Linked DNA regions of Sus scrofa: all the other regions are linked to region 1. A link is a contact called in public Hi-C and HiChIP or PLAC-seq data. All regions are on one chromosome and are shown on one strand. Each heading gives the region's core, a stretch centred on a gene start, on an enhancer-like site or on the middle of the called end of the contact. The rest is flanking DNA. Distances are from core to core; before and after follow the strand shown. Region 1 has its middle 35 kb from the start of ZHX3. Region 2 overlaps CHD6 (chromodomain-helicase-DNA-binding protein 6). Region 3 has its middle 32 kb from the start of TOP1.

Region 1 (3,981 bases), core at 1,412-3,911:
TGGAGGTTCCAAGGAGGCTAGGGGTCTAATCAGAGCTGTACCACTGGCCTATGCCACAGCTGCAGCAACGCCAGATCCGAGCCACGTCTGCAACCTACACCACAGCTCACAGTAACACCAGATCCTGAACCTACTGAGCAATGCCAGGGATCGAACCTGCAACCTCATGGTTCCTAGTTGGATTTGTTTCCACTGCACCATGACGGGAACTCCTGCATGTATATATTTTAAATTTTAAAAATATTTGAGTGCTACTAGACACTCAGTTCTGTGCTAAGAAACATGTTGGACATGGGAGGATCCAAAGCCACATCTCTGCCCTCAAGGAGAACCACCACCACTCCCATCACCGGCTGTGTAAAATTACTATACATCAGGCACTGTGCTAACTGCTCTTTACATTTATTTCCTCATTTATTTTAATCCTTGTGATAATCCTATGAGCTAAGTTTCAGCTACTGATTTCCCAAAGTGGGAAACCAAAGTTAAATGGATAAGTAACTTGACTCAGGTCACACAAGCAGCAGGTGACAGCTGGGACTCAAACCTAGGTCTTCCTGCTTCCAAAGCTACACACTTAACCCAAAGCACAAACATCCCTAAGCGTGAACAGTACAAGACAGCCCATCAGAGAGGAGAGCCGGGTCCTGGGACACAGAGCTGAGAAGGGACATGGTGTGTGGCATCATGTGCTGCTGCCGACAGCTGTGGGAGTCCTGCCGATGCCAACGCCCAGCTGCTAAGATACCACCTGTCTCCCAGCCTCGGACCCACAGCCACCTCATGTAATATTTCTTCAGCCACTGATAAAAAAGGAAGGCCAACACCATTGGTGCAGCATCAGGACATTTCATAGCTATCTCCAGGGACTGAATCAGTTCTTTTCTTGATATGCAAAGATTTCTCCTCTATTCTAGAGATAAGGCCATATATTGAGAGGTTATGTTTGAAACCCTTTGGGCAAATACTAGATGTTATCTCCACTGTTGAATATTCACATGATTTTTTATAATCCTAATCCTAATGGGTATATGGAAACTGCCTTTAAAACCCACGAGATCAGGTGTCACTAACCGCTTAGCACTGTGGCAAAAAGTAAACGTAACATAATGTCTGAACTACTTCCTCTGTGCTGGTCTCCGTGTACCAGAAAGTGGTGGGAGTGAATGGATGGATGCAGTGTCCCTTTCATGCTTCAGCAACCCCTTCACAAGGCCACTGGCTTCTGGGTACCTCGGGGCAGGACAGACCCCCCAACCTCCAGAGTACAGTTCTAGGGCCCCAGTGTTCCAAGAGAGGGAGGAACATCAACTTCTAAAACAAAGGCAGTCAGAAGCATATGGGATGAGGGGAGAGAACCAATACTCCAGCACTTGTGCCGCGAAAAGGATGTGCTGCGGGGCATCCGCTCATTCTTACGTAAGGAGTAATGGTGAACTGCGATCTGGAATTAAGATCGCTGCTATCAAGGCAATGGGAAACAATTTCGTCTCCTGGTCACATCTGGGACCCTGGAATCATTTTAAGTTTCAGCCTATATCTGACTGATCATTGTGTAGCCGGTTCTAAGCTCACATACCCTCACAGCTTCAACGATCCTAGGACATGGATGTTGTCTCTCCCATACCTGCATGGAAGCCAGAGCTCAGGGAAATTATGTCTGTGGTCACAGAGATGGAAGAGGATAGCTGGGGACCAGACCAGATATCTTGATGCCAAGTCCAGGGTTCACTGCATGTTGTGCAAGTTTACTATTATATAAACTGGGATTTGCATGGTCATCCTCATGATAGCCAAGCTCTTGTTTTGCTTTCAAAAGAGAAAGAATAAATCATGTTGAAGGGGGCTCATAGAAGGCCAAGGCATGAAGTGTTCAGTGAATGGACACAAGCAGTTTCATGGACAGAGCAGAGACCAGCTCTGACTGAAGAGGAGTGAGGGAAGACCCCAGAGAGGTGAGGCCACCCACTGGGGAGGAGCAGCTTTGGAGGTTAACAAAACCCCTACAAGTGCAGACATGGAGGCAGGCAAGCACAAAGAAAGGGACTCGTGTGGGAAACCCCTTTGATCAGGGCTTCTTAACCTTGGTGTTAACATTTTAGACCAGATAATTCTTTGTTCAGGGGACTGCATTATAGGATATTTAGAGCTTCACCCACTAGGTGCCAGTAGCACCTCCACCCTGCCTCCTTGTGACAATCAAAAGAGTCTCCAGACGCTGCCAAGTGTCCACTGTTGAGAACCACTGCTTCAGATGGCAGTGTGTCAGCAACTGGGGCCTGGCTGGATATGGGGTCTGGGGAGGAGCAGAGCAGAAAGGGGAGGCCACGAACCAGACAGGAAAGGGGACAGATGTGTGCCGAGTGTCCTCTCATCAACCCCTTCAAATACAGACTCTAACAACATCAGGACAAATGGAGCCAAGCAGGACCCCAGGATGAGGCCCCTTTGAAGGATGCTCAGCAGGACCCTGCTGAGAGAAGAACATTGCAGGAGGAAAGAAAGGATTTTAGACTTGACAGCTTGCAAAGGGCTCTTTACTCCTTTCAGTGAACTGAAGCAAGAGAGGAAGACAGGGGAAATGCTACAGGAGCCTGGAAACCCCAAGCTTATCTGAGAGGCTCTAAGGGACCTGGATGAGAAGGAGAGTGAGCTGTGATGTGTCTGTGACAGAGGCATCATCCTTCCCTTCACTGGCTATCTCCACTCCTGCACCTCTCAGCCTTGGACCGCACTTGCCCAGGAAAAGCAGAAAGGAACTGGAATACATATCCTGGGAGACAGGAAGGAGAAGGGGGGTGAAGATGCAAATTCTGAGGTTCAAGAGAGAGACACTGACAGAGTTCAAATAGTGGGCCATGTTTCTCAGTGAAACGAAAACCAGGCAGAACAGGGTCTGGGGGTTTGCAGAGCGGAAAGAGGCAGAGAAACGACTATTTACAAAATGTCCACCAAGGGTGAGGCACATTCAGCTTTCACAGCAGCATAAAATACCTACAAACAGTAAAGGCATTACGGCCTTTTTATAGCAGAGCAAAGCACAGGGTGGGGAGGCGAGGGATTTCACTGGGAGGGCCTCTCGGGACGACCAGGCCAGGTTGGCAGGTTCCCCATGCCGTGCCTCCCCTTGGCCTCAGGACCCACAGCCTCTTGGCCCCTCACCTGCCCATCTGCTCCACTAGACTAAGACCATAAGGGCCTGTTCTGGTTCCGTGTCTCCGGCATTTCCTTACGTGCCAGGCACAGGCCCCCGTTACAGAGGAAGCAGGCAAGAGTTAACGCAGAGGCAAACAAAGAGCCTGCCACCACCGAGGCCCCGCTGTGTGAGCCGAGGGCAGACGCAGCGCACACCCCGTTACGTAAGTGCTGCTCCTGCTCTGCTCGCGGCCACGGGAGGAAAGCGGGGCTCTTTCCTTTCCTGTGCTATATATAATCTCGGTTTTGGCAGAGGGGCATGCTGAGTTCCACAGCTCGGTCACATTAGATATTAATTTTTTTTCTTAAAAATTCGGCAAATTTTCTTTTACTAGTGATGATGCAAAATAATAATACAGAATTGGCTTAAGATTTAGATACTTTTCCCACATTTCCAGCATTTTTCTCCTTCAAAAACAGTCTTTATTTCTGGTTCTACTTCAAGAAGCAAAGGAAGGGTGAAAATGAGAGGACGAACAGACAGCTTGCAACATCCTCTCATCACAGCCTTGATGTTGGCACTCCTAGGTGCCAATCCCAGGTGGGGCAGTGTTTCCCTTTTCAGGCCTCCAACCCCAGATGGGACAATGTTACCCTTTGGTAATTAGGGGCCGATCCATTAATGGATACAGAGTAGGCCAGGTTTGTTTTTGATTTTGCTCATCTGCCTCCTAAGCCCTAACCCTGGAATCCTTGACCTCATGACTACGGAATGAGTATTTCTTCACAGAATCACTCAACTGTCCTGGGACTTGATTGAAGACAGGTTTTGCTTAGTAAATGCCT
Region 2 (4,518 bases), core at 1,754-4,253, 160 kb after region 1:
AGCCCAGGCCCTGTGGCCCCAGCCCACCCGTCTTACTCCCACTCCCGAGAGGCCACCAGTACTTTGCCAAGCTAGCTTGGCTCAGCAGGGTGCCGGGCAGCTGCTGCTTGGGACTGGGGATGATGACTGGTAACAACTCCCGCCTGGCTCCTGCTTCTGGAGAGACAGTCAGATGTGACGGATCGGGGCCAGGCCAATGGCACCACTTCCTACCAGTCTATCTTGGCCCACTAGTGCAGAGCACCTCATTCTGGGGAGTCCACAGCCTCAGGCCCCGGCTGGGCACATCCTCAGCCTGGGGCCCGGTTACAGTCACCACAACTTGACCACAAGGCTTCCCAAGCCCTCTTCCCTGCAGCACAGCCATAGCCAAGAGCCAGGGACAGGGCCCAGGTGTGTCTTTCTCCTTGCGACCTCCAACTGCTCTGTCCTAACTCCCCCCTTCCCTTTCCAGTGGGAGGGCACGTTCAATTTCAGAAGTCTTTCTGTTGGGGAGAAAAGAAACGCCAGCCTGAGGAACGATGCCTTCATCTTCTTTTCAAACTCTCTACTACAAGGCAGACATTCTTCAGCATACTTTCTCTTGAGCTCATCAGGGCATCTGGAGCTGGAGCGCTCACTCCAGGCAGCCTTTGGTCCCCGTGGTCCTGCTCGTCGACTTCAGGTCGTGCTCCTCAGGCATCAGGACGTTTCCGCCCTTGTCTGGAACCACCGATGCAGACAACACCGGGCCCGTGCAGACCTGGGAACTTCCCAGCAGGCCCAGGCTGGCCGCCTCCTCCCCTTCAGAGGGGAGAGTGGCAGCAGAAAGGCCCCTGGGGTGAAGAGCAGGGGTTCCTCCACGGTGGAGAGCGTGGCAGGCTGGCAGAGGAGGTTTGCCCCACTGCTCGTGTGGGAGGCAGTCACTCTAGCTGGCCCATGGCTGCCCCGCCCCGGCAGGTGCCCCCACCCCGCCAGCTCGGCGACCACACACAGCGGCCAAGCTGGGCTTTGGCAGCTCTCCCTCCTGGTAATTACTCCCTGGGAACAAACCTGCTTCCTCTCCCAGGGGAGGCTGGGGGAGGGCAAGGGGATGGAAGGGAAGGAGAGGAAGACACTCAGCAACACTGGGGGCAGGTCTGCCCTTCCAGGGGACTGCTTGGGCACTCCGACCCAAGGACAGCCTTCTTCACCAATTCATGGCAGCATTGATTCCAAGGCCTGCGATTCCAGCTCTGAAACCTCACTCCTGGGTAGAGGTGGAGAAGGAGGTGGCAACCGAAATCTCCTTACTCCTCCCGGGAAGATGAGTAGGTTCAGCCAACGAATACCCCTGAATGGAAAGAGACCTAACAACTACATGCAGCATGTGGATCCCGGGTTAAACTCCTAAAAACGAACACAACAGAAACTAGCTCTGAAAGACATTTTGGGGACAAGTGAGGAAATACGAACGTGGGCTAGCTACAAGATGTTATTCATATTGACGTGTGCGAGAATGGTACTGGTTATGTGGGAAAACATTCTCAGGAGTCACAGCTGAAGTACTTCTGTAGGGATGACACGACACCTCTGCAACTCACCGCCAAATGGCTAAGAAACAAGCCCCCCAAACACCCCACACCCAAGTACATAAAACAAATCTAATTTCACACATAACATACATGAGGCATGTGTGTGTGCATACACACACTTAATAATGAGCAACCACATGTCCTGGGCCTTCTTAAAGCTGAATCCCTGAGCCTGACTGTGGCCTGTGCGATGCTAAGTCTCTGGGACTTGCCAGCCGAGCTCCAGCGCACACATGCAGAAGGGGCTGAAGGAAGGCAGAAGTTCCTTGTGGGATCCGGATGTGTTTCTAGAAGAAATGCTAGGGTCTCTAAGAGAGACAAGGAGTGCAGCACACCTCAGAGGCTCTGGTCCTGGGGGGGGTGGGGGTGGAGGGACCTTGGGAGACACGGCTGAGGGGACGCGGGAAGGCTGCACAGTCCCGAGGACCAGGAGGACAAGCGGTTCCATGCCTTCCCAAGGCAGGGCTTCTTGTTGTTGTGTTTACTTAACAAAGGAGGGAAAGCCCAGCTCTGGTAAGAAGCTGGCTTGCGAGAACAGCTCACAAATGAGTTTTCTGGCAAAGGATCAGCATCTCTGGGGGGAGGGGGTGATGAACGTTAATTTCTAGAGAGTGTGAGGGAAATTGTTCGAGGTGTTGTAAGAAATGGGAAGCCAAGGGGGAAACCCTGTGGTTTTTCTGACAAGTCACTACACCAAGAGCTCAGAGACTCAACCAAGTAAGAACTGGAGGGCTCTCCTGGACGACCAGCGTGACCCTGTGTGCTATGACAAAGGGACAGCGCGGGCAGGCCATGTGCAGGGGCCAAGACAGAGTGATGGGAACCAATGTGCAACCAGCCTGGACTGTGTAACTGCGTCTGAGGGCGGTGGTGGTGTGTTGCGGAGAATAAAGCAAGAGAGGACAGCTTTTCCATCACGCCAAACTTTCTCAAAAGTAGCCCGGCTCCACCTCCGTCCCTGAGTGGCTGCAGCAGTACGAGGGCGGTCATGTTTGCCGAGCTGCTAGAAGAGCAATCCTCCAGGGGCCAAATCAGAAACAAGCTCCTTGAGAACATTAAGTAACAACTTCTTTCTGCCCAAGGAGGAAATGACTAGGGTGGGTGGTCTCTTGGAGCTAAAAAAAGAAACCGCATCCAGGAAATCCCACCAAGGAGGGAGTTCATACCCAGGAAAGCTGGAGCTGGCAGAGGACTGAGGAAGGAGTTCAGGACAGCCAGCGAGCTTCAAGGACAACCCAGGAAGGGCAGATCCCCACGAGGCTCTTTAGAAGCACCCTATTTGGGCAGAAGGCACTTCAAGGAGGTTAAAAGCACATTTGTGTATCATTTGCCCAAGCTCAACACATTTTCTGGTTGAAATGTTATTACCGCCCCCTAGAGGTTGTGAGTTTTCTAGTCCAAATTTGTAGTCATCTGTAAACTATAATTAACTCAGATTCCTTCTACTACAAGTATCTGCAGATGTCTTTGAAGTCTCTTCCAGGCTCATGATTCTATAATAGGAAAAGGGCAGTGCTTGGAGTCAGCTGTTTTTCATTGCCAGCGAGGACAGACTAGGAGGAAATGTCTTAAATGGTAGCCAGAGAAACTTAGGTTGGAAAATGAAAATTTCCAATAGCACAGTTTGTAAAACACTGGAAACAGACTCCTGATAAGAGTTAAAGGTAATTTTCCCTGAACTCTCTAAAATTGCGGGGGGGAAGGGGCAGGGGATTAAGCTTTGAGGATGGTTTAAGTACAACTTAAACCAAAAGTTTCAGAGGTAAAGACTGAACATAAATGTCACAGAAGTCACACTGCTGGTCAGAACACCCATCACCCCTCATCACTACTTGGCAGCCTCCCGTGCTGCCCCTGCCCTCTCAGGAAGAAGGCTGCGCAGCTACCTCCCTCCCCCGCCCCAGCCGGAGCTGCTGCAAGGCTGGGGTCCAGCCGGTTGTCCCTGTTCCTTACCCTCAGGCCTGGCTCCTTGGGGACAGCAGGAACCCTTTCTTCCCCGCTCAGGCAGCTGACGTCTAACTTTCCAGGTTCCTTACAGCGTGGCCTCCTCTGCTTTGGTTTGTCTGAAAAATTCTAGGAGGTAAATGGAAACCAACATTACAAGAACATTCTGCCTCTGATTCTTCTGATGAGGACAGTGCCTTTCAGTCGCTTCTGCTGTTCTCTCATTCACGGCCCTCTGCACAGGACCCATCGGGTTAGGCTGAAGGAAACAGCCACCCGGCCCTCACCTAGGCTCTCTCCTTGAAGCAAGCTGGAGAACAGGCCTCCGGTGGGGGCCTCCCGGCCCTCCAGCCTAGCCTAGAGCGCCTGGCTGACCCACCAGTGTCTCTGGGTACAGCTTAATCCCTAGCCCTCCCCTCTGAATCATTCTCTTCACTGCTACCTCCCTGGTGGGTTTCGTCTGTCTTTGGAGGCTGTGCCTCTGTGAATGCGTTCTCCTTTTCTGGTGGGCTTTCCACCTCCTTATCTTACTAATGAGATGAACCCAGGACAAAGATGGTGGTGGAGTGGACAAGCAAATGAGAAAAGAAAAACGAGAAGACTCCAGTGCTCAGATTCCTCATCTGCAGAGGCGGTAAAAGGAGTTGAGGAAAAATCCCAAAGCAGTAACTAGAACTAACATACCACCATTAACTTGAAGGAATATACAGGAACGTTTTCATGAAGTGGCAGCACTTACGCAACCCAAAGAATTCTCTGTGAGCTTATGGATGTGGTAATTCTGGAGGGAAGAGAGGTCTGAGCTTAGGCAAGTTCTATCGTCTTAAGATGTTGCATGTCTACTTTCTGGCACAGCATTTCTGACGTGGGATGTAATTTCTGTTACTGGAAAACTTAATCAGAATTTAAAACTTTTTTCCCTCCACTTTAAAATGACATTCTTGGCAGACACAGCTTTCTCGGACTTGCTAGGCCCCAGTCTTCCTCAGCATCCTCCTTGTCAAAGCGGCACCGGCCGGCG
Region 3 (4,437 bases), core at 887-3,386, 220 kb before region 1:
ATAGGCAAAACTAATATATGCAGCTAGGAGGCAGGAGAGAGGTTAACCTGGGAGGGAGGGGCTGGAAGGGAGTGTGTGAGGGGTTCTGGGAGGCTGGCAATGGGTGTTGATTACCTGGATGTTCTTTGACCTGTGAAAATTCTTGTGCTCTGGGCACTTTTCTAAGTGTATGTTATGCTTCAATAAAAGGGGGGGTGTTTTTGATTATTTGTTTGTTTTCTTGGAGTTCCCATCATGGCTCAGCAGAAAAGAATCTGACTAGTATCCATGAGGATGCAGATTCTATCCCTGGCCTTCCTCAATGGGTTAAGGATCCAGCGTTGTCGTGAGCTGTGGTGTAGTTTGCAGATGCAGCTCAGATCTGGCTTTGCTCTGGCTGTGGTGTAGGCCAGTGAATACAGCTCCAATTTGAGCCCTAGCCTGGGCACCTCCATATGCCACAGGTGTGGTCCTAAAAAAACAAAAGAGAGGTTTTTTTTGTTTGTTTGTTTGTTTTTTTAAGTGACATCAGGTCATTATAGATGAATTTTAAACTAGGGGTACTCTTTGGAGAGATGGGGTTTCAGGATATGACCAGAGATAGAGCTCCTTCCAGGGCTGGAATGTGGGCTCAGCCGGGATAAGTTTCACTGTGGATAGAGGATCAAGACCCCACCGTGACTGGATCAGGATTCATCCTGAGGGCTCAGTCCCTCCAAGTCTTTGGCTTGACCACTGCCATTCCAGGGTCTGACCACTTGATGTCTCCACTCAACAAGTTGCTAAGTAGGGAGACTGGTGGATAGGGCTGTCCAGACCACGGTGGCCCCGAGCTGGACCTGGGTGGGGAATGACTAGGAGACATCAGAGGACGAATCCAAGTGGAGCAGAGCTGACCTGTCTGGGACTGGGGTCCAGGCCCCGTGGAACAGTGGGCAGTAGAGGGGACCATAGAGGTAAGGCCATCTCAGAGCCCCCAGCTTTGTAAACCACAATGGAAAAGACTATGAAAAAGGAATATATATGTATAACGGAGTCAGTTTGCTGCACAGCAGAAATTAACACAACATTATAAATCAACTACACTTCAATTAAATTTTCAAAAAAGTATATATTTGTAAGAATATATATATGTGTGTGTGTGTGCATATATATATATATATATATATATATGTATATAATTGCTTTGCTATACACCTGAAACTAAACTACATTGTAAATCAACTATACTTCAATAAAAAATTTTAGGAGTTTCCATTGTGGCTCAGCAGGTTAAGAATCTGACTAGTATCCATAAGGATACAGGTTCGATCTCTGGTCTCATTCAGTGGGTTAAGGATCCGGCATTGCCGCGAGCAGTGGTATAGGTCGAAGATGCGGCTCAGATCTGGCATCACTGTGGCTGTGGCGTGGGCCAGCAGCTACAGTTCCGTTTTGACCCCTAGCTCGGGAACTTCCATATGCCACAGATGAGGCCCTAAAAAGAAAAATGAAATTAAATTTTAAGAAAAAGCAAGCCCCCAGCTTTGTCCTCTGTCTCAGTCAGTATTATATCATCCATTCACTCATTCATTCAGTGTTTAATGATCTCCTACTCTGGACCAGGCACTGAGGATTCAAGGGCACATGGGCCATGGTCCCTGTCTTCACCGGGCTCACATCATCCCCACACCTCCTCTCTCCCTGCATCACTCCCTCTAAGCCCCGAAGAACTGCTAGTTTTAGAATCCAAACAGCTCCTCAGCCAGGACCCCCTTTTCCTGTTTGTGGTCTTTTTCCTACCAGGATGTATCTCCCAAAGCGCTGGGGCCTCATCTCTCTTCCAGCCCCTGGTGTCCTCGGAGTCTGTCCCAGAGTAGATGACCAATAAATACGTGTTGGATGGAAGTGGGATAGCAACGAGGTGGTCAGTCCTCCTGCAGCACCAAGCAGGACAGAGCAGGGAGGCCTCTTCTGAGTCTGGGGTGGCTGGCTCCCAGACCTTGCAATTCTTGAAGAAGCCTCTGATGAGGCTTTGTGTGGCGTGGGTGTGGGCGAGTGAGTAGGACCGAGAGCCGGAGGTTTCGGAGCCAGGAGCATTGTAGGGGAACAGAGAACAAGAACGGTGTTGTCAGTCCAGCTCACAGACCCTGGGGCAGTTCCACTTCCCCTTTTTCAAAAGCAAACACAGTGGAGGAAGGAAGGGGCTGGCTTCCACACCATCCTTTGATAGGCCCAGGGACCTGACTTACAGGAAGAGGAAATATGAGCCAGCAGAGACTAAGCGGGAACCAGGTGGGGGTCTCTGGCTTGCCTCCACCTCCAGGCAGTCCCCCCCGTCACCTCCACCCAGCCTTGGCAGAAGATGAAAGGTAGATAGACCAGTCAGGGCCTGCTCGGATTCTGAGAAAATGATAGGGCATAACTTGGGGGAAACTGGCTGGAGGGAAAGGGATAAAGACCAAGAGCTGCAAGGAGTTCCTGTTGTGGCTCAGTGGTTAACGAATCCGACTAAGACTCACGAGGTTGCGGGTTCGATCCCTGGCCTTGCTCAGTGGGTTAAGGATCCGGCATTGCTGCAAGCTGTGGTGTAGGTGGCAGACGTGGCTCGGATCCTGCATTGCTGTGGCTGTGGCATAGACCAGAGGCTACAGCTCCGATTAGAGCCCTAGTCTGGGAACCTCCATATGCCACGGGTGTGTCCCTAGAAAAAGACAAAAAAAAAAAAAAAAAAAAAAAAGAAGACCCAGAGCTGCAAGCAGATACTTTCTGGAGGAGGGAAGAGGATACAGGAGCCTGAGACACAGACATGGATGGCCACATGTATGTGGGTGGTTGCCACGGACCTTCAGAGGACCAGTTTTGGCCCATTTCCTGTGGCACTAGAGATGGGGGTGCTAGGATGGGATCTTCAACACCAGGGCCTGCTGCCCCGGGCATATCCAAACAACACCTCCACAGAAGCTCTTCCATCAGAGTCTAGAGTAGATCAGCAACTGCAGTGAAGGAAGTTTCTGCAATGAAGGAAATCTTCCACAGCTAGGTTCCCCAATATGGTAGCCACTAGCCACATGGGCCAATAGCTCCCATATCGGACAGCACAGCCTTAGGCTCACGGCCAAGGTGAACAAAGCCACAGCTCACTATGTCTCTTTTCCCCCTCCCTCTCCTTCTGTTTTCTTACATCCTACACAGCTTCTTATGTCTCAGGATATCAGTCAATAACCAGGCGGTAATGGGTATGAATTTCACAGGCCATATGTTCATGTAGAACAAATAAATAAAATAACAGACTTTTCTATCGTTGATATCATGTCTGTCTCAAGTGTTCATCCTGTGGCAGAGATTTAGGTTAAATGCAGTCAAGCGAAGCTTTCCTCTTTCTTTTCTTTCCAAGTACATCGGGACTAGTCAGAATATGTAGTTGGCACCCATGCATGGGGGAGGGTGACAATGGGGGCCTGAGGGGTCACTATCCAGGCTGGCATCCAGCTATCTGTCTATATTATATTCATTTAATCTCCACGCTTCCTCTCTGGGTTCCACTCTTCCTACCACTCCTGCAGGGGCAAAGAGGCAGGTGTAGAATCTCTTCTCAAAAACTCATCCCCGCATCAAACCCACTGTCCCCTTCACCACATGCATGTGTACTTCTCATCCCTTGTTAACATTTATCAAACGCTTCCTATGAACCAGGCTTATTCTAATAACTTTAAAAGCATTAGCTCAGGGAGTTCCCTTCATGGCTCAGTGGTTAATGAACCCAACAAGGATCTACGAGGATGAAGGTTCAATCCCTGGCCTCGCTCAGTGGGTTAAGGATCCAGTGTTTCCATGAGCTGTGATGTAGGTCGCAGACACGGCTTGGATCCCACTTTGCTGTGGCTGTGGTGTAGGCTGGCTGCTGCAGCTCTGATTTGACCCCTGGCCTGCGAACTTCCATATGCCATGGGTGCAGCCCTGAAAAAAAAAAAAAAATTAGCCCATTTAGTCTCCTCAATAACTCCCTGAGGTAAATACCATTAATGAGAAACTGAGGCACAGAGTAGTGTGAAAAAGCTCACACAGAAAGTGAGCTAGGACTTCGAAAACCAATATTATATGTGCATCACCCAGCAATCTTATGTCTAAGAATCTATCCCAAAAATATGCTGCCAAAAGCCTGAGAGTAATAATGCACAAGACCTTTGTTATCATACTCTTGTAATAGCAAATAGCTAGAAATTGCCCAAACATCCATCAACAAGGGATCAAGTGAATAAATCATGGTACACTTACAAAATGGAGTACTATGCAGCTGTGAAAACGAATGCTATCTCTATACATTGTAATTGGGTGAATTTTAGAATATATCATTAAAGACATATAGTCATATTGTTAAAGACATAGAACTTCAGAACATATATACTGAAATAAGTGTATGTATATGGGGAGTTACCTAATGGCTCAATGGGTTAAGCAACTGGTATTATCACTACT

Evidence for each region. A called contact is a pair of places that touch in the nucleus more often than the background predicts. HiChIP or PLAC-seq counts read pairs in DNA pulled down with a chosen protein or histone mark.
Region 2: an H3K27ac HiChIP or PLAC-seq map of skeletal muscle shows a contact between it and region 1. The contact joins two enhancer-like sites. A contact is called at or near these places in 1 of 47 Hi-C or Micro-C datasets (fibroblasts) and 1 of 2 datasets of contacts at active chromatin or transcription factors (skeletal muscle).
Region 3: a Hi-C map of subcutaneous adipose tissue shows a contact between it and region 1, with 2.1 times the contacts expected there. The contact joins two enhancer-like sites. A contact is called at or near these places in 3 of 47 Hi-C or Micro-C datasets (embryonic fibroblasts, mesenteric adipose tissue and subcutaneous adipose tissue).

What each region holds. Positions count from the first base shown.
Region 1 is chr17:43,891,505-43,895,485 of Sscrofa11.1, forward strand. It overlaps a transcript of ZHX3 not described here. Among named protein-coding and RNA genes, the nearest start is that of ZHX3, 35 kb to the left of the region's middle. Within about 2 kb of position 2,662, at least 28 of the 83 cell types and tissues checked have an H3K27ac peak or open chromatin away from gene starts, as enhancers often do. A contact at or near this core is called in skeletal muscle and subcutaneous adipose tissue, where this site is marked.
Region 2 is chr17:44,052,153-44,056,670 of Sscrofa11.1, forward strand. It overlaps CHD6 (chromodomain-helicase-DNA-binding protein 6), which reads right to left. Exons shown (of 37, transcript XM_021077872.1): 36 at 3,507-3,626. Among named protein-coding and RNA genes, the nearest start is that of EMILIN3, 41 kb to the left of the region's middle. Within about 2 kb of position 3,004, at least 21 of the 83 cell types and tissues checked have an H3K27ac peak or open chromatin away from gene starts, as enhancers often do. A contact at or near this core is called in skeletal muscle, where this site is marked.
Region 3 is chr17:43,676,510-43,680,946 of Sscrofa11.1, forward strand. No RefSeq gene overlaps it. Among named protein-coding and RNA genes, the nearest start is that of TOP1, 32 kb to the right of the region's middle. Within about 2 kb of position 2,137, at least 26 of the 83 cell types and tissues checked have an H3K27ac peak or open chromatin away from gene starts, as enhancers often do. A contact at or near this core is called in subcutaneous adipose tissue, where this site is marked.